7 separate regions of the Mus musculus genome follow, and regions 1, 2, 3, 4, 6 and 7 are each linked to region 5. Evidence: chromatin contacts called from public HiCAR-type, HiChIP or PLAC-seq and promoter capture Hi-C data. All regions are on one chromosome and are shown on one strand. Each heading gives the region's core, a stretch centred on a gene start, on an enhancer-like site or on the middle of the called end of the contact. The rest is flanking DNA. Distances are from core to core; before and after follow the strand shown.

Region 1 (4,017 bases), core at 1,448-3,947, 1.0 Mb after region 5:
GTAGGTTCTCACAAATTGAAAGTCCGAGCTTTCTCAACTTTATACAGAGTACAGAAAGGAAAAAGCAAGCTTCTGGAAACTGACGGAGTCCATTCTCCAAAGCAGCACAGTTAACAAAAGCCCTCAAACTCATCTAAGCCAAAGTCAGTCTACCTTTCTGTAGCTCATACCATCTTATGGCTGAGCAGGCCGACTGCGATTATAGGTTGGTTTTTTAAATATGTTTATGTGAAAACCAAGAGGCCAGAAGAAGCAGCTGCTGGTCCCCTGGAGCTGGAGTTTCAGGCAGTGGTGAGCCAGCTATCGAGTGTGGGTGTGGGAAACAGAACCTGGATCTTCTACAAGGAATGGCAAATGCTCTTGACTTAATCACTGAGCAGTTTCTCAGGCCCACAGGTTAATTGTTCTAAAAACATAGTAAACAGTTTTTCCAAGTCCCTTTAAGGAGCAAAGTGAAATTTAATGGCCTGCCTATTTGTTCTAGAACTGTGCCTATGAACTAGTTTATATTAACTATATATACTGAGAACAAAGTGCTATTTTACCCTTCAATACTGTCTTCCCATAGACATCTTTTGGCCAAACACTAAACACATTAAGCTGAGCTAGCAGAGCTGAAACAAGAGTCAACAGCAGCAGCTATCTGCAGACAATGAGCTTTTCTCAGGCTCTGCTTGCTCAGGGTTACTTTTCTAACAGAAAGGGCCACTGCACTTACCACTGGGTTCTAAGAGCAGGTGGTATTATCCAAGGGAGGACAGGGCTTAGAAACCTAAGTTAGTACACTTTGTTACCCCCACTGTTTGGGAATCTATGGGGTTAGTTATACCTGCTTTTTGGCTTAGCTATTTTTTAGTTACAGAAAATCTCAATGACACCAGAAGTCAAAGACAGTTCACGGACAGAGTGTAACATCATACCAACGTGTAAACAAGCATTTGAATAAATTCTCAAGTCTTTTTTTTCCGCAGCAGTTATTTCGTTCTAGCTGCAGGTAAGCCAGATTTTTCTTACCTCTCCTTTCTCTTTGCATTCTTCCTCCTCCTCCAAAGAACATATCAAAGATATCCATGGGTGAGCCAAAACCACCACCTGCTCCGCCCTCTTTAATCGCCTGCTCCCCTCCTTTATCATATAGTTCCCTTTTTTTGGAATCAGCAAGAACTTCATAAGCTTGAGAAATCTGTTTAAACTGTTTCAGAAAAGGACATCCCATTAGAAACAACTGTTACAAAGCACAGCTACGGTAGACTTTAAGGCACGAACAGAAAGATACACACACTGCAACACTGCTGCTGAGCTGTTTGCCTGTGCCCTTACCTTTTCCCCTTCATTTGGATTCTTATCAGGGTGGTACTTCAAGGCCAATTTTCTATATGCCTTTTTCAATTCTTCCTGGGTGGCATTGGGTTTTACCCCCAAAACATCGTAGTAAGTGGTTTCTTTCACCATTTTTTACAGCCTGAAACCAGAAAATGGTAATTTTAAACCAGCTTTAAACTTTTGTAGAAAAGATCCAACTGCTTCTGCCTCCTGAGCACTGGGATCAAAGGTGTGCGCCACGACTGGCTCTTAACGGGTAGTCTTTAACTACCAGAGCTAAAGCAATCTGTTCTTTTGCATTTATTTCATACTAATACAGCCTTCCCTACGCGTCTTAAAAGGTAAAAAAAAATTCCTGATATGATTCAGCTGTAAACTCGAACAGATTAAAATATAGATTTCAGGGAACGCGAAGGAAAGCCTCTCTCGCAGCTGGTTCAGACTCTACTGCACTAACACATGAATTATTTGGCTTCTTCCGGTTTCCTTTCCCCAGAGGTTTTGCTAGTAACCCACAGCAGCACTGATAGGTTCCGTCCACTGGTTAGTACATTACCGCTGCCTTTGTACATCTGATAAAGGCCATACCCTCGCCGGAAAGCGACACTGGACTCCCGGGGGTGGAGGAGTGGCTTAGGAGACCGGCTCCAGGGAGCAGGTGCCCGGGCCCCGTCGCCATCCTGCTCCTGCTCGCTCGCAGCTTACCCACTCTCGCCCCGCAGGCCTGGAAGCTGGCTCGCCCTCTGGGTTTCCCGGGCCCCCCGGCGCCGACCGTTAAGGCTTCCTTCCTTTCTCCCTCCCACCCTGATCGAAAAGGCGGAGGGGGGGGGGAGGTCGAACCTCAACAAAGAGAGGGAGGAGAGCCAGGAGAAGCGCAAGCCGCAGCCTCCGCCCGGCTCCTCCCGCAGCCCCTCACCCCTGCCTTGCTCCGCGCGTGCGCAGCGCTGCCCACCCGGCCCGGGCGGCGGAGCGCGGGGGTACGCAGCAAGGAGCATGAGGCGGGAGGCCAATTGGCTTGGGCCTTGGACCTCCTCGAGGCGTGCGGGCGGGCAGGGCGCCGGGCATTCCCGGCAGCCTTCCGAAGCCCGAGGCCGGCTCAAGGAACCCGCAGTCCCCGCCCACGCGGGACCAACCGCCTCCGGCTGCGCCTTCCCCGGCTGTCTGGGGTCCAGACCGCACGCCGCGACCGAGGGAGGCCGGAGACTCACCGGTGAGCGGGCCGGCGCCGGAGAGCGGAAAGGAGCGGAGCACAGCGCAGCTCAGCCACACGCTGCTCCTCCACCACCCACCGAGCGTTCTGGAAAGTTCCGCCCGGCCCGCCGCAGCCGACCTCTTTTGTAGCCGAGCCCCGGCGCGTCACTTGCCGGAAGTCCCGCCCCTCGCCGCTGCCACCGCCCCTCGGTTACCTGGGCAACGGCGCGGGGGCGGGAAGTGGCTGCGCCCAAGGGCCTTGTGGGGGTGGACTCAAGCCCGGGTTCCCGAGCCTCGTAGAATTTTCTAGAGGCTTTTTTTCTTATTGCGAGGAACCAGAGTGCGGAAGTCTTGAGGTGGAGAGGTCATGTCCCAGAGCCCGTAAGCCGGGGACGAGTGCTTCAGGCGTTGTGCGCGCTGTGCTGAAGGGGATTGGTGGAACCCAGCCCTGGCTGCGAGTCTGATTTTCTGCAGCTCCAGCTCCTTAGCTCTGAGCCTTGCGGGCAAGAAATGCTGAGCAAGGCGGGCCTACTCCCTAAACCAGCCTCGCAGGCTTTGGTTTCACCCAAGCGCACTTATGTCAGAGCTTTTTGGACGAGCCTGGCCCAGGCTTCAGATCCTTTTGGCTCTGACGACTTGGGCGGAGGGAATCTGGGACTTCACCAAACAGGAAAACATTTAGAATGCCTCATGCTAACGGAGGGTCATGGTCTTCCACCCAGTTTGGCCGCAGAGGAGCGGCCAAAAGCAAAATTAATTGCTTTAGCTTATTGTTTTAATTCTCTGACCGTTTTTATTTCCAGTTGGTGACTCAAAAATCTATAGTTGGCAAAGTTGAATCTTAAGCTTTCAAAGGACAGAGTGAATGTTTTTCTTATTCACTAACACAATAGATACATCAAAGAAGTGGAGGTGTAAGCTTGAAAGAGTTCACATATTTTAAAGATTTATTTTGAATCCTCTGTGTGTGTGTGTGTGTGTAGGTGCCCAAGGAAGCCAGAGGCATGGAGTCTTAAGTCTGGCTTCAAATTCTGAAATCTCCTGTCTCTGAGCAGTTGTGAAGGGTGGTACATGCTCTTAACCGCGGGGCCTCTTGCTTGGACTTTCGTTGGAAGTGGAACAAGCTAAAAACTTATAAGAGAAATCACAAAATACAGGTCAGCAGGTGAACAAGAAGCAGTTAAGCACACTTCCTAATGGAAGTGCAGAGTGTGGGATGAGATTCTTTAAATGTTCGTTTTATTGTGTGTTTCTAGGCTTGTGGACCATTGTAGTTCTCTCGTACCTTTGCACGGGCAACTCAAGTCTTCAGTGCGTTACCAGCTGAGCGGCTGTCTCAGTGCTTTATGGAGATCACAGGTAATTGGATGTAGCCAGAGCTAAGGGAGCTGGAAAGGCTGTCTTCAAACCTACCCAAAGACATCTTTAGCTCGTGGTCTTAAAAACCTCCGGATTTTGGGATTTCTACCTTGAGCTGTCCTGCCTCTCCACCGTTACTGCTTT
Region 2 (4,044 bases), core at 1,461-3,960, 1.1 Mb before region 5:
CATGTTTTATGAATGTGAGATGTAGCAGAATCCTTCCAAAGGCCTTTGTGGAGAGACAACACTGGCATCTGTGGAGTGTCTGCCCAGATTTTTCTTTACAAGGCTATGTGACCCCCAGCACCTATGAACTGACAGCCATGATGATACACACACACACACACACACACACACACACACACACACACAGGACTAAAAGTGGCCTCGCTGTGTCCACTGCATGAACACTTCTTCAGGAACTCTGTATCCCCTGTGCTCTCCACACAGACATCTTCTGCCAACGGGTAGCAAACCAGCACAGAAGCCCACAGCACAGGGCAGTCTGCAAACATTCTGCCCTAGCACACGGCTCTAACTCCTCAGCCCCGAGACAGACAGAGGAGCAGCTCCTGAGAAGCCAGTACAGAGGAGCGTGCAGCAGAAAGTCCTGGTGGTGTGGTGAGGACCCAGCGGCTGCAGGTCTCTGTGTAGGAAATGGTGCACCAGCAGGAGCGGGTGCAAGGCTTGCAGAGTTTGTTGATTTCTGCCTGGGTAGAAGTCAGAAAAACAAGGCCATAGAAGCCTAGAGGGCAACAGAAGCCACTGGAAGCCAGAGCCTGTCGACGGAAAGCGATAACACACCATGGGATGCGCTGGCAGAACACGTCTGCACTCCTGGCATTTAGAAGCAGGGCGCGGAAGTCCATGAGTTCATGGCTGGCTTGGGTGACACGTTGAGACCCTGTCTCAAATAAAAAGTTATAGAGACTAACTACATGAAGGTCTGTGATCAGAAGATTGTGGGTTTCTAAATGTATTCACATATGCATTAGTCTACCCTGAAGTTTACTTAGGTTTCGTGGGTACCTTATAGATGTAGATTCAGGGTTGTATAATGTGCCTGTGTTTTGACTATGACCTGTCTCGTAAGATTAGATATGTAATCTTCCATGTGTGGTATCATGCTAGAATTTTTTTTTTTAAATTCAGATTTTGGAATACTTTGAGTTTCGGATTGAGGTTTGTCAACAGTAAAAGAAACCTGCTACTTTGTAGGCATGTGGGCCTGCTGCTAAAGCGCTGACTTGCACTGATTATCTGAGTTGCTTTTGTCTCACTGGGATCAAAATATCTGATGAATAGGAGGGTGGGATTTGTCTTGGCTTACTTACAGTTTTAGTTTCTAGAGTGGGGGAGCATGGCAGAGTGGATCAGTCTGTGGCAATGGGAACACGAGGCAGTGGCTGTTCCCATGGTGGTGGGCCAGGAGGTAGAGAAAGAGCCTAACCAGACCTATAACCTGCAAAGGCCTGCACTGGTGAACCCCTCCCGAGGTCTCCAGAGGCAAAAGTGTGAGACCGTGAGGATATTCCAGACTCAAACCTAACGCTGCTTTTCACTTGACGCTTGCTAGTGAGTGAGTACACTCATTCCTGCACGTTAATATTTGCAAATTCATAAAAGATGTGGAAATGGCTTGAGTCCATCACATGTTCAAGTGTGACTTTTCCGAAATTTTCCTTAATCTAAAAATTGGTAAGAGATGTTTGAGAAAAACATTCATTAATTCATCTATCAAATAATTTCCATAATATTCTTCCTTGTAAGTAGTAAAAAAGATAAAAAGTCCTCATGACCAAAATTTTAAAAATACTTTTCCTTTTGCTGATATACTTAGCATAAAATAAACTCACCATTTTAATAACTTTTCTTGGTATTCATGCATTCATTATGTTATTTTGGTGCTTGGGGTCAAGTTAAAGCCTTACATCCGCTGGCAAAGGTTCTCCTACTGAGTTCCATGGCTGCCCCTTAATTGTTTGTAAGTGCGAAGTTCAGAAGCATAAAGGACACTCAGTATGGCCGTCACCACTGTACATTTCCAGAACAGAAAGTATCCCTGTTAAAACACCATTTCATACTTTCTCTGTCTCAGGAAAGGATGGCTCTTGCTTCAATACTGGGTATCAGTCATTGCCTGACACATTAAAATTACGCTTTTAAGATTTAGCAATGTGGGCTGGTGAGACGGCTCAGCAGGTAAGAGCAGTCAGTGCTCTTCCAAAGGTTCTGAGTTCGAATCCCAGCAACCACATGGTGGCTCACAACCACCCATAATGAGATCTGACGCCCTCTTCTGGTGTGTCTGAAGACAGCCACAGTGTACTTATGTATAATAATAAATAAATCTTTAGGCCGGAGTGAGGAGGGACTGAATGAGCAGAGTTGACCAGAGGTCCTAAAAATTCATTTCCTAACAACCACATGAAGGCTCATAACCATCTGTACAGCTACAGTGTACTCACATACATAAGAATAAATAAATAAATCTTTTTAAAAAAGATTTAACAGTGTAATGCCTAACCCTGTTCTATGATTTTGATCTATCTCCCCAGTACAGATGATTTAGTTTATGGTATTGCTCTTAGCCCCCATCTTGGCAGTTGCCAGATTGGAATGAACAGGGAACAGAGCTATTGCAGGAAGCCCTATGCCCAGGGAGTAGGAAAGCACAAAGGGAAGATGCCATCGACGACGGCAGCAGCTTTCATCACAGGCGCTGCAGCCCCTGGAGACAACCACACACCCTCATCTGGACACCGAATCACCACTTGAGTTTATCCAAGATAGGGAAAGGTTTGTAATTCTGCGCCTGATTTGTGGAACAAGGGCTCTTTGTGATGTAGTTTGGTGGCCTGGTTATATCTTCTGTGAGGCAGAGAGCCAAACTCTAGAACTCAGGGGCATTGCATTCTAACACCCTGGAAGCCCAGGGGAGGGATGAGTAGGAAAGTCGGATAATGATGGTCCCTTCTTTTATTCTGTGGGATGTGGGATCCTCGGTATATACATATGGATCTCTCTTCATTATTGCATTGATTATTTGGCATGTGAGAAGGAGCCACCGAGGATTAAGGTTGGGACCTATCAAGAGCTGTACCAAGGTAGGAAAATACTGTGACCAGGCCTAAGCATGTCGTTTAAGGAAATTCATGCCCTCCACATCTCTCGGTTATCTTACTTTTTGGTTTTTCTTTTGTAATAAGGATTTTTTTTCCCACTGGGTCCCAGCTCTGTTGGTTGGTGGACATTTATGTCCTTTGATAACTGAAGTCCTTTGGTTACTAGTGTTACTCATCGATTAATTTGTTTCACGGTTCTTCATGCCCCTCCCCCCCTCCGAGTCCACCACAGAACTTATCCATGAGATGGGATGGAGGGTATAGGGTGTGGGAGAGCCTCTAAGCGAGTCAGAAACAAGAGGAGAACATGAGCTGGGGTCATGAAATGAGGGAGAGATGCAGGGACCATAGAGCTGGATTACAGACCGTGACTTGGGGAGACTTCAGGATTTTGTATCACTTTCGACGTGGAAAAAAAAAAATTGACGTCTCCGCTTCATATTGTAATGCTTTTTGTCTTTCAAGTGTTTCCGAAGAATCAAGCAAAAGCCTAGTGATAGAACGCTAAGAGGTAAATCCTGACTCCTTTGGCTCCCTACCCCCGTGGCTGAGGGTTCCACAGATCACCTTCTGTGATGACTGGCCCCAGAAGCCAGTCTCCAAGCCCTCAAGACTGTAAAATAAACAGTGAGAACTAATGAAGACTTACGTGGGTGGGGAAGAGGCCGGGACGATCCCATCTTCTATCTGACCTCACGTCACCTCCGCCTTTCCCACAAGATGGGCGCTGTCAGAGCATTGACGATCACGTGGAATTAGATTTAGGACAGCAAGCAATGAGTTTAAGTTGTACTCTGAGCATGCGCTCTGGGGGTTGCCAAGTCACGTGTCCTTCAAAGTCCTTCAGCTTCACAGCGGTTGCCCCCTCAGCCTTCCCTTCAGCCTAACGCTGTGTCCTCCTTTAGTTAAGAAGAGGACAACCAAGGAAGAAACTGAGAAACTGCAGAAGCTGCTCTCTAACATGAAAAGGTGACCTCTAGCTCTCTGTAGTCTCCCAGCTCCTAGCTTTGATGTGGTGATCGCTTAGCCTAGCCTTCGGTGAGGGAGGAGGGTGGAGGTGCTGACTAGAGACACCATGGAGTGTGTTAGTCTGAGCTGTGAAGCT
Region 3 (3,660 bases), core at 1,064-3,563, 1.3 Mb before region 5:
CGGCTTGATTTTTCTTATAAACATATCTGACTCTTTGGAGAAAGAGTTTTTTTTTAAAGATTTATTTATTTTATTTATATGAGTACACTGTAGCCATACCAGAAGATCCCATTACAGATGGTTGTGAGCCACCATGTGGTTGCTAGGAATTGAACTCAGGACCTCTGGAAGAGCCTCTTAACCACTGAGTCATCTCTCCAGCACCAAGAGATTTATTATTGTTTTTGTTTGGATTGTGGTTTTCAGAGTCTCATGTGGTCAAGGCTGGCCTTGAATTGTTGATCCTTTTGTCTCAAGTTTTGGTCTACAGGCCTGTCACCCTGCTGCAATTAGAGGCATGCACTATTACTCCCAGCCTGGAATCAAATCCCCTGGTATTGCAGTTTGCAATGGTAGTAAACCAACATGTGGGTGCTGGGAATTAAATCTATATCCTTCACAAGAGCAATGAATACTCTTACCCGCTGAGTCATCCCACCAGCCATTAAATAAATTAATTCTCATGAACAATAAATAAAAATGAAAAATGAGTGAACTGGAGAGATGGCTCAGAGGTTAAGAGCACTGACTGCTCTTCCAGAGGTCCTGAGTTCGAGTCCCAGCAACCACATGGTGGCTTACAACCATCTGTAATGAGATCTGGCGCCCTCTTCTGGTGTGTCTGAAGACAGCTACAGTGTACTTACATATAATAAATAAATAAATCTAAAAAAAAAAAAAAAAAAAAAAGAGCACTGACTGCTTTTCCAGAAGTCCTGGGTTCAATTCCCAGCAACCACATGGTGTTCCACAACCATCTGTAATGAGATCTGGTGCCCTCTTCTGGCTTGCAAGCATACATGTAGGTAGAAGAAGAACACTGTAAATAAATGAGTCTTTAAAAAAATAAAAAATAAGAATGGTGAACGTTGCCACGTATGGTCGAGGCAGTGTACACCTTTAACTCCAGCACTTGAGAGGCAGAGACAGGCTAATCTCTGTGAGTTTGAGGCCAGCCTGGTGTACAGAGGGTGTTCCAGGGCATCAGGGCTACACAGAGAAAGCCTCTCTGGAAAAGAAAAAGAACACAACAACCACCACCACTGCACCCCCCCCCCCCCGCACCTCCACCCAAAAAAGAAACAACAACAACAACAACAACAACAACAAAACTCTCATTGCCTGCTGGATAAGATGGTGCACACCTGTAATTCTAGCACTTGAGAGGCTCAGGCAGGAGGATCACCATCAGGTGGAGGTTGCAAAGCCAGTACCAGGCCAGCCAGGATTACACAGTGAAACTCTCAAAAATATCATCGGGCTGTACAGACGGCTCGTCTTAAGAGTACTTAGTGCTCGTGCAGGCCCTCAGGCCTGTGTTCAAGGTTGGTTCCCAGTGCCCATGTCAGGTGGCTAAGGACTAAAATTCAAATCCAGGGCATTGGGCATCTCTGCCCATCAGTCCTGCATGCACTCACATGTACCTACCCATAAACAGACGCATAAACGTAATTTTAAAAAACACAAAATAAAAACAAGCCTTCAAAAATGATAACAACAAGGCAAAAGCAAATCTTGTTAAACCTGTGAAAGTGATTTCTTGTTTTCTAAGCTTTTTATTTGGGGCTCTTTTTTTTTTCTTTTTCTAGACAGGGTTTCTCTGTATAGCCCTGACTGTCCAAGAACTCACTTTGTAGACCAGGCTCAGAAATCTGCCTGCCTTTGTCTCCCCAGTGCTGGGATTAAAGGCGTGTGCCACCACGCCCAGCTTTATTTGGGGCTCTTGTATGTCTTTTGTGAAGTGTTTTGAGTTGCTGCTACCATATACATAGTGTCAAGTACTTTTTTTCTCCTTCCTTTCTGCGTAGGAATGTCCGATTCTCCGCGTTTTTTGTTTTTTTGTTTTTCTCAAAGAGAAAGGATGAGATTACCAAGGGCTTCAGTCTCCTGTCCTTAGTTTTCGGGAGACATTTTCTTCCGGGGTTGGGGGGTTGGGTGGGGGTAGGGATGGGTGATGAGGAATCTTTTCTTGGGCGTTCTCCACAGTACTACAACTCCCAGCAAACACCGCGCGGTCCGTCTTCCAGCCACGGAGCGGGGAAACCTGGACTGCCGTTGGTTCTAAGGCAGAGCGCCGCCAGAGACTGGTGCCAAGACCCACTCCTCCTAAACTAGCCTCAACACTCTGACCCCCGCGGAGGCCCTGCAGACCCAGCAGTTCGTCCTTGGCATGTGGCTGGCCTCCTGTCTCCCCGCCTCCTTGTTCCGGGTTTCTTTTCAGTTTCCCGCGGAACCGTCTCTTGAAGACAACCAACCGCGGCCGAGAGTGTTGCAGCTTGGCCAACCACAGGCGCGGTGGGTGGTGGCGGGGACTGAGAGGTGGGTTTCTGGTCAGGGAGAGCAAGCCCGGCTGCGACCCGGGGGGAGTCCGGTGGGGTGCAGAAGTGGCTTCTTGCGGTTAGGGTGAAGACACCGGTGGGACCAGCCTCCACCCATGAAAAGACCCCTTCGGGTAACAGTGATCTACCTCGGCGACAATGTCCAGCCAGGTCATTCCAGCCCTCCCCAAAACATTTTCCAGTAGCCTGGACCTGTGGAGGGAAAAGAACGACCAGCTTGTTAGACAGGCTAAGGTAATGTGGTTGCTGGGACTCTCACCTTGTACCCTCAAGATGTCAGAAAGCGGCTTTGTAATGATCTCACCCTAGTCTAGGGGGAAGGAACAGAGCTTGACCTCCGTCCTTAGAAACAGAAGTGACAGGAATATGTGTCCCTCCCTGTCTCTGTTACAAGGGAGAAAGACTGATCCTTAATGCCTCCCTACATAATTTCAGCAACTCACCAGGGATTCTCGTCCCTCTCTGAGGCGACAGCAATCGGCCCAAGACACACTGGAAGGGCTTAGGGAACTCCTCCTCACTCTACAAGGTAAGAACGACCTTCCAGAAGGTTCAGTTCCCCCCTCAGACCACCCCGCAAATCACCAGCATTCAAAGATGAGCTTCTTTTACGAGGTTCTAGGATTGAGGTGATTTTCCTAGGGCTTATGGAGTCCTGCGTAAAGCCCAGAAGAGACTGGGTGGGATTGTCTTTCAGTAGCTTAATTCCTTCTTCTTTTCACACACACACACACACACACACACACACACACACACACACACACACACACACAGGAACATTTGAAGAGGTGATTTTCAGGAGATTTAGAGAACTTCCTGCTCTTTCCAAAGTTGTCTGAGCAAAAACTGAATTCCTTCTTGAAGCCTTGGTTGGAGTGGGGTTGGTCTCTGGGTTGGAAACCATTTGGGCTGTGTTTCATGGGACAGCCTGTGAGACCAGCATCCTGTCGCTCCAGGACTCCCTGCTGCTGTCCCCGCTCTCCCCTTGGAGCTGACTGTCCTCTGTAATTGTATAATCCTGAGGGCTAGCCTAGTCCAGGCTTTCACTGAAGATCTTACCCAGGATCTTCAAAGGGGCCTCGAAAGAGGTAAGGTCTCCTCTGCTCCTGGTAGTTTCAGTTTGGATTTAGGGATGAGGCTGGGGGGTGAGAGGAACATCTGTCCACGGAGACAGATGTTCTTTTCTAATCCTCTGTATGTTCCTCAGACTAGGCAGGTGTATTATTGTAGTCTTTGGGCTCTTTCAGAAAGGAAAACCCAGAGAGTATAGGGAGATGAGAGA
Region 4 (3,701 bases), core at 787-3,286, 1.3 Mb before region 5:
CCGCTCACGCCCAAATTGACTATTTGGGTGTTTAAAGCTTCGGTCCTTCCATACCCTGTCTGCTCTGGGTACTTCATGTGCCTGTCCCCTCCCTTGGGTTTCCCAGGCCAGCTTAGGTAGTTAGGGAGGAACCAGAGCTACCCTGAGATTGTCCCAAGTTCCCAGGCAAGTAATGCCAGCGTTGCCTCCCTGTCCTGGGCAGGGGCCACTTATTATTTTATTTATTTTTAATTTATAATTTATTCAAATTGGATTGCCTTGGTGACCTCCCAAACCTGATAATTGGCATCACCCCACTCTCAGATATTGCTCCAACCTCAGGACTTGAAGAAGCTGATGTCGGGGCAAGGGGAGAGCTGCTCTCCTCTGGCTAAGGGCAGAGGGTTTATTCCAGAGGAACTGAGTCACTTAGCCAAAGACTCAGCTTCCCTCGGCTTTCTCTATTCCTTTTCCCTTTCCTGCCCTTCAACCCATCTTCGAAAGCCTGTATGTGTGGTGTGTGTGTGTGTGTGTGTGTGTGTGTGTACAGCTGTGTGCGTGCATACAAACTTGGGTTTGTGTAGGGTGTGTGTGTGAGAGAGAGACAGAATGTGCATGTATGTGTAACACAGGGGTTTAGCCACCTCTTACCTAGGGCTCAGACTCACTTGTCCCTCTCCTCCTGCCTGTGTCTCCTTGCTTTGGTGTCCTGACTGAGGAAGGTGTCCAGGGACAGAGTCAGGCCTAAGGACTGGGGAACCTCCTCTCACCTGACCAGACTCTGACCCACCTACCTCAGCTGGGATGAGGGGTGCCCCTCATTCAGTCACATGGTTCCCAGTTACTCCACTCCTCACTTAAGACTCTGACCCAGCCTCAACCCTTAACTCTTGGGGCTTGGCTGAGGGGAACAAGCATTTGCTGAAACTTGAAAAACAAAACAAACAAACAAAAAAATGGGAAAAATTGTACCTGGTACATTTTTTAAGGAAAAAAAAAAGAATAAATTCTTGTTTGGAAACTTGAACTAACCTCTACTTTTTTTTGTGTTCAAGAGGATGGAGATGTGGGGCCTAAAGGGAGCTGGAATTCTGGCAACAAGCTCAAACCCATGAGATCTTAGGCTGGGATGAGCTGAGTCTTGGACCATAGTCTTAGTCCTTTTTGTATAAGGTGCTGGGGGCTGGGTGGGTAAAGTGAAGCTACAGAGGCTAAACTCTGAGAATCTGGATTCTTACACTGATTCTGTAGTTTAGCCCCATCAGAACCTCAGTGTCTGTATATGTAAAATGAAGGAGGAGGAGGAGAATGAGAAGAAGGAGATGAGGGGGGATACAGGCCTCTTAAAGCTTGTATTTGAGAGAGTGTCAGAGACCTGAGCAAGGTTGATGTGTTTCAGACAAAAATGAAAGGCTGAGGCTCTTTGTTTCCCTCTGTATGTAAGGGGATCATGCCTGACCGTTTCTGGCTCAGAAAAAAATATGAAAAAGAGCTGTTGATGCCTTGGGAAAAGAGGGAAGGGAGAAATCTCCGCCCAGTCCTAAGGTAAAGTTAGGCCTCCTAGTTACCATGACAACGGGAATGGGGTCAGTCCCCAGTGGGAGAGCTGGGCACAACAGCATGACTACCCAAGAATGTCACTATGGCAACCACGGGCAACTACTGAGCGCCAATCCAATCCATTGTCGTTATGGTGACAGATTAGGACAGTTATACACGAGCTGGAGGGTAAACTGAGTCACGGCTGTGGGTACAGAATTTGGTGGGCGGTGTTCCTGTACCACTTGCGGACGGAATATTGCCTCAATTTCTACCACAATGCCCAGGAGCTTCGTAGTTTTTGAGAACCAGAACAAACTTGCACTCTCGGGCTCTCTCTTCAAAGCCTACGTTTCCCAGGGAACGATTTGACGGACGCCGACTAGTGGGGATGGGAGGGTGGACTAATACGCCGGAAGTACGTCGGGCGGAGTGGACCAGCTGAAGGAAGGGCTCGGGTTCAGGCTTCACAAGAGGCCGCTCTGCCCCACCTCTCGTTGGTTCCGGAGGTCGCCGAGGCTGTGGGAAATGCTGGCGCGCGCGGCGCGGGGCACTGGAGCCCTTTTGCTGAGGGTGAGAGCGAGGCAACCTTCACCAGAGGCTCGGGACCGACATCACCTGGGTCTTGAGCTGGGAAGGAGTGGGCTTCTAACTTTGGGGGAAGGACTGTGGTCACAGGTCATGGTCCCCACGTGAATCACTCTCCGGGGACCCTTGGGGGGGGTGTCGAGATCTAGGGAGAGGGATTTAGGGATCCGCGCCTGGTCCCCAGCCTACTCTCGTCTTCCTTCAGGGCTCGGTGCAGGCTTCTGGCCGCGTTCCGCGCCGCGCCTCCTCTGGACTGCCCCGAAACACCGTGATCCTGTTTGTGCCTCAGCAGGAGGCCTGGGTGGTGGAGCGAATGGGCCGATTCCACCGGATCCTGGAACCGGTGAGAACCTCTCTTGCCCGCCCTCAGCCAGCCAGATCGTCTGATCGTTTACTCGTGTGGAAGTGGGACTTCCGTCGGGGCCTGTCTGCACTTCTAACCTGCGAGGACCAGTTCTAGCAGAGCCCAGTCTCCTGAACACCACCTCCGTGTTTCCCCGCTTTCCTAATACCCTAGTGACCCATAGGCTTCATTCCTGGAGCTACCATACTCTAAAGGCAGCAGCTCTTGCTGGCTTCCATTCTTGACATTCATAAGCCTAGTCTTATCTTTTTGTACTCTTAGGTTTCCCTACCAGTGACACCCCAGCCTTTGAGGCCATGATAGGAGGGATTGCTTCTCTATGTTTATACGTGACTTACTACTTACTCCAGACTTAGCTTAGAGTTCAAGTTTACTAGCCTCACCCTTCTGAGAATCTATGGCTCCTCTTCTCAGGGCCTGAACGTCCTGATCCCCGTGTTAGACCGAATCCGGTATGTGCAGAGTCTCAAGGAAATTGTTATCAACGTGCCTGAGCAGTCAGCCGTAACTCTTGGTGAGAGCGATGGGGTGACAGGGATGTGCTAAGTGCGCTAGGATGTGGTTGCTATAGATCCAGGGCTTAGGAGAAAGAGCTGGTTGGGACTTAGAGGTCTGACCGACAGTTTTTTTCTCTTCTGTTTGCTCCTGCAGACAATGTAACACTACAAATAGATGGAGTCCTTTATCTGCGCATCATGGATCCTTACAAGGTATCTGCCCTGGGTTTATCTAGTTTTCTGAACTGCCTCTTCCTTAAAATCCTGCATCTTCAGTTCTGATCCTATACCTGCCCTTTCAGGCAAGTTACGGTGTGGAAGACCCAGAGTATGCTGTCACCCAGTTAGCTCAGACGACTATGAGATCAGAGCTTGGCAAACTCTCTCTGGACAAAGTTTTTCGGGTAAGCGGATCTGGGCTGGAGTAAGGGCTTAAGTGCATAAACTGTTGACTCTTTCCTGGGGAGCAAGGTTAGCCAGGGGCCTTCCCAGTTTAGGCTTTTGATAGAGACACTGACTTGTGCTGCTCACAAGTTCTGTTCATCTAGGAGCGTGAGTCCCTGAATGCCAACATTGTGGATGCCATCAACCAGGCTGCAGACTGCTGGGGTATCCGATGCCTGCGATACGAGATCAAGGACATCCATGTGCCACCTCGAGTGAAAGAGTCTATGCAGATGCAGGTAGGGAAACAGATTGGGTTACTCCAGTTCCACTGGGACTAGAATCCCCTA
Region 5 (3,726 bases), core at 1,131-3,630:
GGACAGTTGTTTTAAAGCCAACAAGTGCTTTAAGGCCTCGTAGGGATTCTAGTTCCCTAAGCCGGAACCTAGAAGCCCAGAAACACTATTGGGGCTATCCCAACCCCAAAAGCCTTACCATGCCAGCCCATGGAGTAGGGAAAGGATGTCTCAAATAGATTGTCGTACTTGGTCAAGAGCTTCTTCATGATGGAGGCGAGATCTGGAATCAGAGCCTGATTTTCACCCCCAGGGAAGAGACGCTGGTCCCATCAAGGCCATTCTATCCAGCACCCAGTCCCACTGTCCTACCCAGGAGACTCACCATCACGCTCAGCGGGGTTCAGCTCAGGTAGCCGCCGCACGTGCCGCCGGGGCAGCAGAAGTGTCTGGAAAGGCCACACTGCCCAGAAGGGGACCAGAACTATCCAGTGCTCACTGGTTAGGACCAGACGTTCCTGGACGCACAGAATGGAAGTGAATCGTGCATGTGAGAGGGGGAAGGGCACAGGCCGCAGGGAAACAGAAGGCTCTCACTAGCACCTACCCTAAGCCACCATAATATTCCTTTAGGTGGCTGCTAATGTCCTATCCCCCTTTAAAGCACGTCTCTCTGTGAGGGTAAAAGGTCTGGTCTACCTTCCTGAGGAGCTCTTGGTGACCATATTCCAATAACAAAGGTTTTCCATGCTGGCTGTGATAGGTCTGCTGGGATCGCTCTTCACGCTGGGCGATATCTGGCAGGAAGCTGCTAGCCCAAACCTGTCAAAGGGCAAGCACAAAGAAGAGCAGGCCAGCCCATTATCTCTGAGCCTCCGAATTACCAATGTATTTCTTTTGCCCTATCTCTTAATCTAGTAGTCCTGTCCACAATGCCGGTGGACTCAGCCAAGAAAGCCATTAAGGCCTGTCACATACTTGCCTGGCAGTGGGGATGGGGGTTAGAACAGCCCATCATGGCTCCTTTATTTTCAAAGATCTATTGGGTAGAAAGGAGAGAGATATTCAATAGTCACACAGACATCAAGTCAACCCCTCCTCACCATACCCTGTGGAAGCAGTAATGGTTCTCCCCCAAACCAAAGTTACACCTCCCCCTCACAGACCTGCACCCAAGGGTACTGGGCACCCAGCTCCTCTGTGACTGAGGCCCATGCATCGATGACAGCTCGGATCTCAGGGACAGACATGAGTGGCAGCGTCACATCCGACCAGGGGTGGAAGCACATGACCTTACTAGGTGGTGAGGGAAAAATGACATAGGGAAGTGGATTGGGTGCTAAGGGCAGGGCCCAAGCTCAGGTCTTCGTCTTCAGACCTGGGCTGGAGGTTGTAAGAGGGGAAACCCAAAGTTACCAAACTCCTCTGGCGGCCTCTGCTCGGAAGAGAGGGTGGTCACTGGGTCCTGGAATAAAGGAGTATTACTCTCTGTAGCACAGGTACCCGGGTCAGACCCAGTCTCCCTTCTCCCCAACAGTGGTTAAATTGAGGGTACCTGGATCCGGAGCATCGGGCTGCAGAGCCGGGAAGTCATTGTCAAACAGAAAGGTACCATCATAGTGGGGATTCACCTACTGACAAGAATAGGCTAGAAATACTACCTGACGGAATTCAAGGGCTATCCAGGCTGCAACGGGGGCGAGGAAGGCCCCACTCAAAGGATCAAAATTGCTTGCCCGGAAATGACCCAAAAGGAGGCGCACTGCTCCCCCTTGTGGGCGAAGGGTAGTAATAAGGAAGAAGGATTTTTTTCCTATCCCAGTTGGTGGCTGTGTATTCGGGCTTACCTCCCCATTAGCTCGTGTGGCCCCGGGACACAGAGGGTTGAGTGGGTCGTGGCGGGGCACTGTCTTCAGAAGCTGGGGCTCCACTTGTCCTTGCCAGGGCCGCTTCATGCGATGAGCCGACACTAACACCCACTCGTCCTGGAGCGGGTTGTAGCGAATATGCTGGTGTTCTGGGGAGAGACAAGGATCAGTCAGCAAAACTCCCTGTCTCTCTCTTCCCCGAGTGGCTCTAATGCCCTAGCAGGCCCAAGTACAGGGACGCTCGGTCGGCGCAGTGTTTCTAGAAGCTATAGGCTGGCGGAGGGGAGTTAAAGGGTTAAACGCTTTCCGTGCCACACGGCCTGCAAGCCCCTCCTTCCCTCGCCCGCCACCCTGGCCTCGGGTAGGAGTGCCGACCTTGACTCTGGGACTAGAACTTCCTACGGAAAAGGAAGGCTCGGCTCCGCACCGTAGCGGGTCCAGGCCGCCCAGCAATTACCGCTCGCCCGGAAGGTCGCTGCCATGGCGTCCGCCTCTGAAGCCTGCTGGCGCTGCTCAGGATCGGCTCCGCTATGCGACGTGAGGCCACACGAATTGACCTAAGGTACACAAGGTGAGCGCCCCATTCCATGTCTCCCCCCGCCCACCCTGGATGATTGGCTAGTCGCCAACACGTGACGGTGGGGGCACAGCCTGCCACTTGAGGGCGGGGCTCGGGACCGCCACGCTCACTTCCCCAGGTTGTTTTGATGATTCTCCTGCACACCGGATTGTAGCTACTTCTCTGGAGAGCATCTGTGAAAACTGGTTGCTGTGTCCATTCGTCCCGCCACGGATTCGGGTTGCTTGCACGACATTAGGGCTATTTATTGGAGCATGACATATCAGCTTCACCACTCAAGGACACTCCTGCCAGCAGCCTTTAACTGCCAATAGTCCATCAGAAAGGGCGGAGCCTCGTGAGTGCACCGCCCCCCAAACCGGTAAGAAACCTCTATGGGTCCATTCTCATGTTTTGTGCAGGTAACCACAGGTGTAGTGAGTTCTTGTGTTTGCACATCAGGCCCTGTCCTGTTCAGAAGACATCGTTTTTACTGAGCATCTTAACCGTGTGCCAGGCACCTAGGTTCTGTGTGGAGCATAGAGACGCCCTGTGCAAAGACCAGCAGCATTCTGAACTCATGACCTGGGTCACCTGCGGAGCTGCTGTGTGTGGTTAAGATGCAAGTTGTGGAGAGGGGGTGGAGGTGAGGAACTTGATCATACTATAGATGAAGCCTGCAGCCTGGCCCTTCAGGTATTGCCCGGATGTGTGAGTATTTCACTGTAACTATGCCTCTAGCCTCAGGAGCAGAAATAAGGTTAGATAAAGAGAACTGAGTAAGTATAGGGTGTGGTGGTACACACCTGTAATCCCAGCACTCCAGAAACAGAGACAGTAAACTTACAAGTTCAAGTTCAGCCTGCGCAGTTATACATAACAAGGCCCAATCTATATAAAAGTAAACCAAACGGCCAGTGGTGGTGCACACCATTAATCCCAGCACTTGGGAGGCAGAGGCAGGCAGATTTCTGAGTTCGAGGCCAGCCTGGTTTACAGAGTGAGTGCCAGGACAGCCAGGGCTACACAGAGAAACCCTGTCTCGAAAAAAAAAAAAAAAGTAAACCAAAAGACAGTAATGTGTGTGTGTGTGTGCGCGCGTGTATGCGTTTGTGCATACATACCAGGCACAGTGATGCATTTGCCTATAGTCTCAGCTACTCTAGAAGCTGAAGCAGAAGATCAATTGAGCCCACAAGTTCTAGACCATCCTGGCCAATATAGTGAAGCCAATTTCAAAAACAAGCAAAAGGCCATCAGTATTTGAAGGGCAGAGACAGGCATATCAATGAGTAGCCTGGCTACATAGAACATTCTAGGCTGTTGAGGTTTGGTCTGTTGCTATGTATTATGATGCAAAATACTGGCTGGGGAGGTGGG
Region 6 (4,067 bases), core at 1,287-3,786, 1.1 Mb after region 5:
TAGCATTATTCCCAATAGTCAAAAGACAGGAACAACCCAAAAGTCCATCACAGCACTTGGGAAACTGAAGAAAATTGGGCATGGTGGTGCTTGCCTTTAACCCCAGTACGCAAGAGGCAGAATTTACTTTGTGAGTTCAAGGCCAGTTTGGTCTACTTAAAAAGTTTCTGGACAGCCAGAGCTATATAGTGAGGCCCTGTCAACAACAACAACAACAACAATAACAGCCCAAAGCAAGAGGATCAGGAATTTAAGGCGATCTTTTAAGGTCAGCCTTGACCCTGTCTTTAAGAATTGGGAGAAAGCCGGGCGTGGTGGCGCAAGCCTTTAATTCCAGCACTCAGGAGGCAGAGGCAGGTGGATTTCTGAGTTTGAGGCCAGCCTGATCTACAAAGTGAGTTCCAGGACAGCCAGGGCTATACAGAGAAACCCTGTCTCGAAAAACAAAACAAAACAAAGCAAACAAACAAACAAAAGAAATGGGGGGGGGAAGACAAACAAGAAAGAATAATAGGGGGTTGGAGAGATGGATCAGTAGGAACACTGGCTACTCCTCCCACCTCACAGTCTCTTATAACTTCAGTCCCAGGGATCTGCTTTCTTCTGACCTCCTCAGGCACCAGGTACACACATGGTGTACAGACATACATGCACGAAAAACACTCACACACATTAAAAATCAATAAATTAAAAAAGAATATGGGCTGGAGAGATGGTTCAGTGGTTAAGAGCACTGACTGCTGCTCTTCCAGAGGTCCTGAGTTCAATTCCAGCAACCACATGGTGGCTCACAACCATCTGTAGATGGGATCTGATGCCCTCTTCTTGTGTATCTGAGGACCGTGACAGTGTATTCATATAAATAAAATAAATCTTAAAAAGTATTAAAAAAATAAAAACCCAAAGAAAAACATTAGCCTTAAAAAGGATCTTTTGACTTGTGCCACATTGTAGATGAAACTTGACACCTAGCTAAGTGAAAGAAAATGATTACAAAAACCAACACTACATGATTTCACTTAAATGGTATTTCCAGATTGGTTAAACCCATGGAAGCTAAGAGCAGAATAGTGGGGCTTTAGGGTGACAAAAATTAGTAGTTGTTTGATTCATAGAGAAACTGAAAAAATTTTGGTGCGTAGTCCCCTAGCAATGTGAACCCCAGTGAATGTCTTAAGTGCCTGCCACGCCCTTGACCGTGCATTGTTCCAAACAACCTTGCTTTTCTGGTCAGTGCACTGCAGACAATGGAATAGACCTAATACAGTGGCTAGGAAAACTCTGCTCAATTCTGCACAAATGACCCAGTTTAATTTTTAGCTGTACGAGACACAATGGAGACTGCGTAGAAGTCTTGGCTAAGAGGCCTAATCCTGAGGGAAAACGCAAACTGTCGGGTCACCAGATCTGCCTTGATGTCTTAGGCAGTTATGGACCACGTTCTCAGCCTTGAGGTTTGTACAGCTTGAGATTCCTCCTCCCTTCCTGCTCTGATCCTAACATACACCCGCATCTTCTTTGTCAACAAAAGCACGGCTTTCCCTTGCTCTCAGGGACATCCTCCCATCCTGTCTTGTCATCTCCATCAGACAGTGGAGCCTGCTTTTTCAAGAAAACAATAGTAACCCATTTGATCAAGAAACAAAAGAGCTCTTAGCTGAGAGTGGGGACGAAGACCTGTCATCCCAGTATTTCAGAGGTAGACGCAGGGGATCTTGAGTTTGTGATTAGTCTAGGGCACAGTGAAACCTTGTCTAAACAACCCCCCCACCCCCAAAAAAGGGGGCCTCCGTAAGGTTCAGTTTCGACTGCGTTTCAGATTCTACACTCTGATTTTACTCACGAGATAGGAATTCTTTCATCTGCCAAGAAGTCTTTAGTGATTTACAATACAAGACTTTCAGGGAACGTCCTGGAATTGCTATAAAAATCAGTACACATATGTCATCCCAACCTCCTGCTGATTGCCCTCAGTTCATTTAGAGAAGACATCATAAAAAAAAAATCTTAGCAGGGTTCCTCTGTCTCTCTCTTCAGTCTTTTTTCTCCTTATAGAGAGAAAGAAAAGTGTAATTTTAACGTGGGTGGTAAGGCACTCCAGCCTGTAGTTTAAACGATGGCTTCAAAGCTGTGTTTGGTAGCTCACATCTGCAATCCCAGCACTGGGGGAATCTAAGGAGATTCTCGCGAGTTCAAGACCAATTTGGGCTACAGAACGAATTTCTCTCACTACCTCCAACCTCGTTCTTTCCCTTTCAAAGATGGCTTTAACTTATAGCAAGCTTCCTGAGGAGGAAGTGCTAAAAGGCGACATGGCTGCGTAGATGAGCCACAGAAGACTGCTGTCTGAAATCTCTCCGGATTCAGACAACCGGGAGGCTGCGAGCAAAGGAGCTATCCTCACGGGGGACAACTAGCGGCTAGCGCCACTGTTCTACCTGGGTATCGGGCGAGAAAACGTTCCAGCCAATTCTCGAAAAGATACTGGAATCATCACCGGTTGCTAGGCAGCCGTTTGTGACGTCATCTCTCAGCACCGGAAGCGGCGAGGCGCAGTAGAGCAGCGTGAAGTTTGTGGGTGTCCACAGTCGAGGTAAGTTAATGGTCCGCCTGCCTTCGTAGTTTGCTGGGTTAGAAGCGGGCAGGGGCATTTGGCCCGGGCTGCTAACTCGGAGCGGTGACCTTGAGGGTGGAGTTCGAGGTTTCTTTCTTCTGGGCGGATTAGGCTCCACCCCTTGGTCTTGCTCAGGTGGGCGTGTTTCAGAGTTTTGTTTCCGCCGCATTGTTCCGGCCTCCCACCCTCCCCGCCCCCCATCCCCACCCGGCTCCTGTACCTAGTTGGCTGCCAGATCAGCATGAAAAGATTTAGAGATAAGAGTGGACAAAGTCCATGCAGCGGGGCTGTTCAGCCTGACAGGAAAGTGTTTCTGCCAGAAACGCCTTCCAAGAGTAACTCGAGGTGCACTAGCAGTGTCCCCAGCGGGCCTTAAGAATGCCGGAAGCAGTGTAAGGTCTTTCTCTTTACAATGCAGAGATTCAACAAAGCAGGGGTTTTTGAAATGACACCAATTTGGAATTGCTGGGTAATTACTTTTGAGAAATCGACATATATTGGGGATTTCGTAAGAGGCCCTTCCTCCCCACTTAATTTTAGAGGTCTCCTGTAGCCCAGCTGGCCTCCTCAAATTTCTGATCCTCTTGTCCCTACCTCCCAGTGATGGGATACAGGCGTTTGCCACTGGGCTTGGACAATTTTTTTTCTTCTTCAAGATGGGTAACAGTATGTAGGGTAGTCTAACCTCAAACTTCTGGATATCCTGTATTAGCCAGGAGCCATGCTGCATTCTTGAAAGATGGTATGTGCAGGTAAAGGTGCCTGCATGTATGTCTGGGGAGGGAAGAGTGAGGATGTTGGCCAGTGGAGCCAGTCTGTGAAATACTTAGCCTAATTCCTCTGAGAAATTAGAAGCTGAGAGTCTTAAGTTCAAGTCTGTGTTGGACATTAGTCCACACTCACTTGTGCTTATGCAACTTTAAGTTTAATTGGAAATTCAGTTCCTTACTTGTGTTAATGGCCCTTCAAAAGCTCAGTTATCAGTGTGGCTTGAAGGTTTACTACATTTCCATTGTTGAAGAAAATTCTTGTGCTAACAGCGCTTCAAGATAGATTTCTGGCCTCATGTCACTTGCCCTGTCATTTGGGTTTCCTAACGTCATTGTTTGTATATGCTAGGCCCAGGGCGTGGCACTAATAGGAACTGTGGCCTTGTTGGAGTAGGTGTGTCACTGTGGGTGTGGACTTTAAGACCCTTGTCCTAGTTGCATGGAAGCCAGTCTTCTCCTAGCTGCCTTCAGAACAAGAGGTGGAACTCTCAGCTCCTCCAGCCCTATGTCTGCCTGAACACTGCCATGTTCCCACCTTGATAATAGTGGACTGAACCTCTGAACCTGTAAGCCAGCCCTAATTAAATGTTGTCCTTATATGAGTTGCCTTGGTCATGGTGTCTCTTCATAGCAATGGAAACCCTAACTAAGACACCTAGGACTCAAAAATAGCTAGGTGGGGT
Region 7 (3,508 bases), core at 881-3,380, 1.3 Mb before region 5:
AACACGAAGGACACTGAGTCCAAACCCCAGCAAACAAAGGAGAAGCAAACCAGGCATGGAATCACAAACCTGGAATCCCAGAATTTGGGAGGTAGGACTGACTCTAGATTGAGGCTGGGGAGAGACAGACGGAGACAGCAACAGTTTAAATAGCAGAATATCCAGACAATGAAAGCTGACTGATATTAAAGCAAATAAAAACAGCAGCAGCTCCTTTTCTAGTTAAATCAGATAAATAACTTCTGATTTAAAAGAGCTCCTGCCTAAAGAGCCTTTCATAAGGTCTAGCTCTGTCTGGGGTGGCAGCAGAGAATTAATAAACTATCCAAGAGGCATTTCCAATCCCAACCTCTCTCAAATCCTGCTATTTGGCAGCAGGGATCTAAAGGAATAAATAGACTCCCAGCTGCTGAGGGGAAATGCTTCCCTAAAACCAAAGCAAAATTCTCATTAATGAAAAATCAACCACTAAAAAAAAAAAGAAAAACTGTAGCTCTCATAATCCCCGGAAGTAACCAAATCCTATTTGGGGTTAGTGCAGATTTAATGAGACAGTAGACTAGCACAACCCAAAGCAGTTCCATTTGCCAGCAGCTGGGGGAAACACTGCAATCAGAGGGATCACAAACAACAATGCTTCTAATCCGTACAGCCAAAAGAAACATGAACTCTTAGCTACCCTGTAAAAGTGACAGGAAAAGGCTCTGGGAAGGCTCTAGTGGATAAATACGCTCTCACAATCAAACCACTTTATCTCATTTTATTCAACAGATATATGGCTTGTAATTTGAATCTCCCAAGATCAAATTCAATCAGCAATCCAAACCCTACTTTTTCTGGCCAGTTAATCTCTCTAAAATCACAGTTCTTGCATTCATTCAAAATTTCTACGGAGCTTGGCACTCGGAATACTATTTTGTAAAAAATAAAAACACCAGCAACACAGTCTCTAGAGCTAAATTCAGGGCACTGTACCTCACATGACTTAAACTCCAAAGCTCTGGTTTTATAAAAAGCTTCCTGTAACCCCAGTCCTCGGGAGGTGAGGTGGTTAAATCACAACTTCCAAACCAGACTGAGCCATACAATGAACTCCAAACCAGCTTGGACTATATAACAAGACTGTTGTTTCCAAGAACCATCACACACAAACACATCCCTTCCTGGATGGACCAAGTGTCCTCAGAGAAAGAGCCAAAGCTAAAATAAAATAAACCATTTCTCCATGTTCCACTCCCAAAGGGGAGAAGCCAACACCACCTCCTTCTTCAAAGTGTCATGTGAAAATATAATCTATGCCTTGACACAAACTGAGGTTCAGGAAAGGAGCCGGGGACGAGACAGACAATAGTAAGATGCAAATCAAGAAATAAACTTGAAGGGATGTGACAGCTGTACCACTAACACGGTCAGAGTCATAAAAAGCTGCTACTCCGGGGCCAACTAGTTCCACAGCGCGGGGAGAAGAAGAAGCTGTCCGCTCTAGACAGGCGCCAACCATAGGAGGTCCCCTCAGGTGCCCACTGGCATCGGACCCTTTTCACTGTTTAATAGCATCTGGCAAGCCCGACAACAACGCTGTCTCACGGCTGCCAGAATGGACGGATAACAGTCCGCCGCGGAAGGGGGGTCACGAAGGAGCGGGGGAAACTCGTCGGACCTTTAGAAGTGACTACGAACGCATTCGCCACCCAGGGCAAGCGCGGGGAGCGAAGTTCGGGAGAAGCGCCGCCGGGACACTACCACAAGTGTCCGGGCAGGCGTGGGAGCCGCGGGTCCCGCCGGCCGCGCACTCACCACGCACACAGAGCAGCGACATGGCCGAGGCGCGGACCAGCCTCCGCCGCACCTCGGCGGCGCGGAGCCCGGCCGCTCCCTCTTTTCTCTCAGCAGGTGCCGCGCCACCCTCTGCTGTCCGCCTCGCGGGTCCGGCCGCTCCTCATGGTCCCCGGCGCCCGCCGCGTTCCCCGCTCCCTCGAAGCCGCCCGGGTTCTCACGGTCGGAGTGAGCAGAGGAAAGAGCTGAGGCTCCGCCGGCAAACTGGGGACTGGGCGCGGCCCCGAGGCGCCATAGCTGCGAAGCGTGAGCGACCAGAACTCCCTCCCCTCACTCCGGCTGGGATCCCTGCGAGAGACTGGGCGGAACCAATCCCCAAGGGCTACGCCTCCCGGCCAATCCGCTCGCGCCCAGTCTGCCGACCCCGCCCCCCCGGGAGCACGTAGACTTCGAGGTCCCCCTTCATTTTTCTAATAACCAAGATTGATAGCAGCTCCGCCCACTGAAAGGGCTTCAAAGCAAGGATGGGCGGGGCTGGCCCTCACCTGTGTGAGGCGAGAGTTGAAACCTTTTGCTCCTCCCACGTGCGTGGAGTTTCCACACAAAAACCAGATTCTCTTCATTGAAGACTTGGCAATTGATTTCCTTAATGAGACGAGGCTTTACAGCCGGAGAGAGATTTGCCATAGTAATTACACAAGGTTGCATTAGGGCTATGGCGGCAAAATTCCAGTTCTTCCAGACATAGAGGCTAGGGTATAAGGAATTCAAGGCCATCCTTGGCTACATGGTAAATCTAAGGCTAGCCTATGCTACACGAAGCTTTCTCTCTTTCTCTCTCTCTCTCTTTTTAAGTGTCTTTCCAAATGTTAGAACTACGAATCTGGAGAAGAGAAAAAAAACTGAACCTTAGGGAAGATTTGGAACACACTAGTCACGAGATCTCAAAGATAGTGGGCATTTTAGGGCTGCCAGTGGTTGGCATATTTAACTATTCATCGCAGTTTTTCTAGAGCAAGCAAGGAACTGAAAAGGAGTTGAACTTCTGAATTCTAGTACTGAATTTAGAAAGAACAAACAGAACTGTTATAAAATCAAGGATCCTCCTAGAGAATGCAGAGGCCGACCAGCAAGACTGGAAACTTTGCACCTGGCCAATAGTATAAAACAGTGGGAAACAATCTAATAAAATTGTGAGGTGCACACATTTTAGACCTAAGTAGATACAGCCAGTATGTTGTCTATTGGCATGAACTAAATAACCCCAGAGCTTAGTAGCTTAAAACAACACTGATTATCCGGAACTTTCTGCAGGTCAAGAATCCAGGCACAACTGAGCCGAGTCCTCCAGTTGAGGGTTTTTCAGAAACTCTCAAGTGCCTGCATGACTGGAGTATCTCAGTTCCAACCTCCCTTCTGTGATTGTTGGCGGAACCCAATTCCTCCAGGGCTTGGAATCATAGCCTCAGTTCTTGATTAACTATGGGCCAGCCTCAGTTCCTTGTCACGTAGGCTTGGCCAACAAAGCTGCTTGCACACAGTCTGAGGCCAAGCAAAACATCAGATGCCTGTAATCTCAGCACTTGGGAGGCGGAGGCAGCAGGACTAGCCATTCAAAACTATCCTTGTATCCTTGACTACATAGTGAGTTCAGTGGAGCCCTGAACTACATCAGACCCTGTCTTTAAAAAAAAGAAAAGAAAAAGAAAAAGAAAAAGAAAAGAAAAGAAAA

Evidence for each region. Promoter capture Hi-C pulls out the DNA fragments that hold promoters and counts their contacts. HiCAR-type assays count read pairs that join an accessible place to other places. HiChIP or PLAC-seq counts read pairs in DNA pulled down with a chosen protein or histone mark.
Region 1: a promoter capture Hi-C map of liver shows a contact between it and region 5, with 7 times the contacts expected there. The contact joins the promoter of Dnaja1 here to the promoter of Galt in region 5. A contact is called at or near these places in 6 of 39 promoter capture datasets (cranial neural crest, erythroid cells, liver and 2 more), 1 of 484 Hi-C or Micro-C datasets (B cells) and 3 of 9 other capture datasets (adipose tissue, liver and macrophages).
Region 2: a HiCAR-type map of astrocytes shows a contact between it and region 5, with 7 times the contacts expected there. The contact joins the promoter of Fam205c here to the promoter of Galt in region 5. A contact is called at or near these places in 2 of 39 promoter capture datasets (the C10 cell line and the HPC-7 cell line), 1 of 484 Hi-C or Micro-C datasets (cortical neurons), 7 of 115 datasets of contacts at active chromatin or transcription factors (the SCID.adh cell line, astrocytes, embryonic stem cells and 2 more) and 1 of 9 other capture datasets (embryonic stem cells).
Region 3: an H3K27ac HiChIP or PLAC-seq map of embryonic stem cells shows a contact between it and region 5, with 4 times the contacts expected there. The contact joins the promoter of Fancg here to the promoter of Galt in region 5. A contact is called at or near these places in 8 of 39 promoter capture datasets (the C10 cell line, embryonic stem cells, hippocampal neurons and 3 more), 1 of 15 datasets of contacts at CTCF or cohesin (embryonic stem cells), 1 of 484 Hi-C or Micro-C datasets (B cells), 6 of 115 datasets of contacts at active chromatin or transcription factors (the 230-238 cell line, T-cell acute lymphoblastic leukemia, embryonic stem cells and 2 more) and 2 of 9 other capture datasets (liver and pancreatic islet).
Region 4: a promoter capture Hi-C map of liver shows a contact between it and region 5, with 5 times the contacts expected there. The contact joins the promoter of Stoml2 here to the promoter of Galt in region 5. A contact is called at or near these places in 9 of 39 promoter capture datasets (the C10 cell line, the HPC-7 cell line, embryonic stem cells and 4 more), 1 of 15 datasets of contacts at CTCF or cohesin (embryonic stem cells), 1 of 484 Hi-C or Micro-C datasets (B cells), 6 of 115 datasets of contacts at active chromatin or transcription factors (astrocytes, embryonic forebrain, embryonic limb bud and 3 more) and 3 of 9 other capture datasets (embryonic stem cells, liver and pancreatic islet).
Region 6: a promoter capture Hi-C map of pre-B cells shows a contact between it and region 5. The contact joins the promoter of Aptx here to the promoter of Galt in region 5. A contact is called at or near these places in 5 of 39 promoter capture datasets (cranial neural crest, erythroid cells, liver and 1 more), 3 of 115 datasets of contacts at active chromatin or transcription factors (large pre-B cells, microglia and pancreatic cancer cells) and 2 of 9 other capture datasets (adipose tissue and liver).
Region 7: a promoter capture Hi-C map of liver shows a contact between it and region 5, with 2.7 times the contacts expected there. The contact joins the promoter of Unc13b here to the promoter of Galt in region 5. A contact is called at or near these places in 6 of 39 promoter capture datasets (embryonic stem cells, hippocampal neurons, liver and 2 more), 1 of 484 Hi-C or Micro-C datasets (B cells), 5 of 115 datasets of contacts at active chromatin or transcription factors (astrocytes, embryonic forebrain, embryonic stem cells and 2 more) and 2 of 9 other capture datasets (embryonic stem cells and liver).

Annotation. Positions count from the first base shown.
Region 1 is chr4:40,721,148-40,725,164 of GRCm38.p6, reverse strand. It overlaps Dnaja1 (DnaJ heat shock protein family (Hsp40) member A1), which reads right to left and starts at 2,697. Exons shown (of 9, transcript NM_008298.6): 1 at 2,532-2,697; 2 at 1,321-1,462; 3 at 1,015-1,192. The coding sequence starts at 1,452. Gm6297 (predicted gene 6297) reads left to right here and starts at 2,324. Exons shown (of 3, transcript NR_077226.1): 1 at 2,324-2,533; 2 at 3,498-3,671; 3 at 3,771-4,017. Mir207 (microRNA 207) reads right to left here and starts at 2,248; the gene lies at 2,170-2,248. It also overlaps a transcript of Aptx not described here.
Region 2 is chr4:42,872,900-42,876,943 of GRCm38.p6, reverse strand. It overlaps Fam205c (family with sequence similarity 205, member C), which reads left to right and starts at 2,710. Exons shown (of 5, transcript NM_001356379.1): 1 at 2,710-2,921; 2 at 3,405-3,450; 3 at 3,845-3,908. The coding sequence starts at 2,778. It also overlaps a transcript of Phf24 not described here.
Region 3 is chr4:43,008,954-43,012,613 of GRCm38.p6, reverse strand. It overlaps Fancg (Fanconi anemia, complementation group G), which reads left to right and starts at 2,313. Exons shown (of 14, transcript NM_053081.2): 1 at 2,313-2,612; 2 at 2,814-2,907; 3 at 3,335-3,466. The coding sequence starts at 2,517.
Region 4 is chr4:43,029,719-43,033,419 of GRCm38.p6, reverse strand. It overlaps Stoml2 (stomatin (Epb7.2)-like 2), which reads left to right and starts at 2,036. Exons shown (of 10, transcript NM_023231.2): 1 at 2,036-2,091; 2 at 2,312-2,449; 3 at 2,885-2,984; 4 at 3,122-3,180; 5 at 3,270-3,371; 6 at 3,516-3,650. The coding sequence starts at 2,047. It overlaps Fam214b (family with sequence similarity 214, member B), which reads left to right. Exons shown (of 9, transcript NM_001253353.1): 9 at 1-1,006.
Region 5 is chr4:41,754,171-41,757,896 of GRCm38.p6, reverse strand. Galt (galactose-1-phosphate uridyl transferase) reads right to left here and starts at 2,380. Exons shown (of 11, transcript NM_016658.4): 1 at 2,245-2,380; 2 at 1,767-1,936; 3 at 1,475-1,550; 4 at 1,336-1,384; 5 at 1,086-1,215; 6 at 902-958; 7 at 619-741; 8 at 305-437; 9 at 119-202. The coding sequence starts at 2,269. Gm42274 (predicted gene, 42274) reads left to right here and starts at 2,125. Exons shown (of 2, transcript NR_155499.1): 1 at 2,125-2,728.
Region 6 is chr4:40,701,663-40,705,729 of GRCm38.p6, reverse strand. Aptx (aprataxin) reads left to right here and starts at 2,536. Exons shown (of 8, transcript NM_001025444.3): 1 at 2,536-2,593.
Region 7 is chr4:43,057,575-43,061,082 of GRCm38.p6, reverse strand. It overlaps Unc13b (unc-13 homolog B), which reads right to left and starts at 2,130. Exons shown (of 40, transcript NM_001384106.1): 1 at 1,798-2,130. The coding sequence starts at 1,819.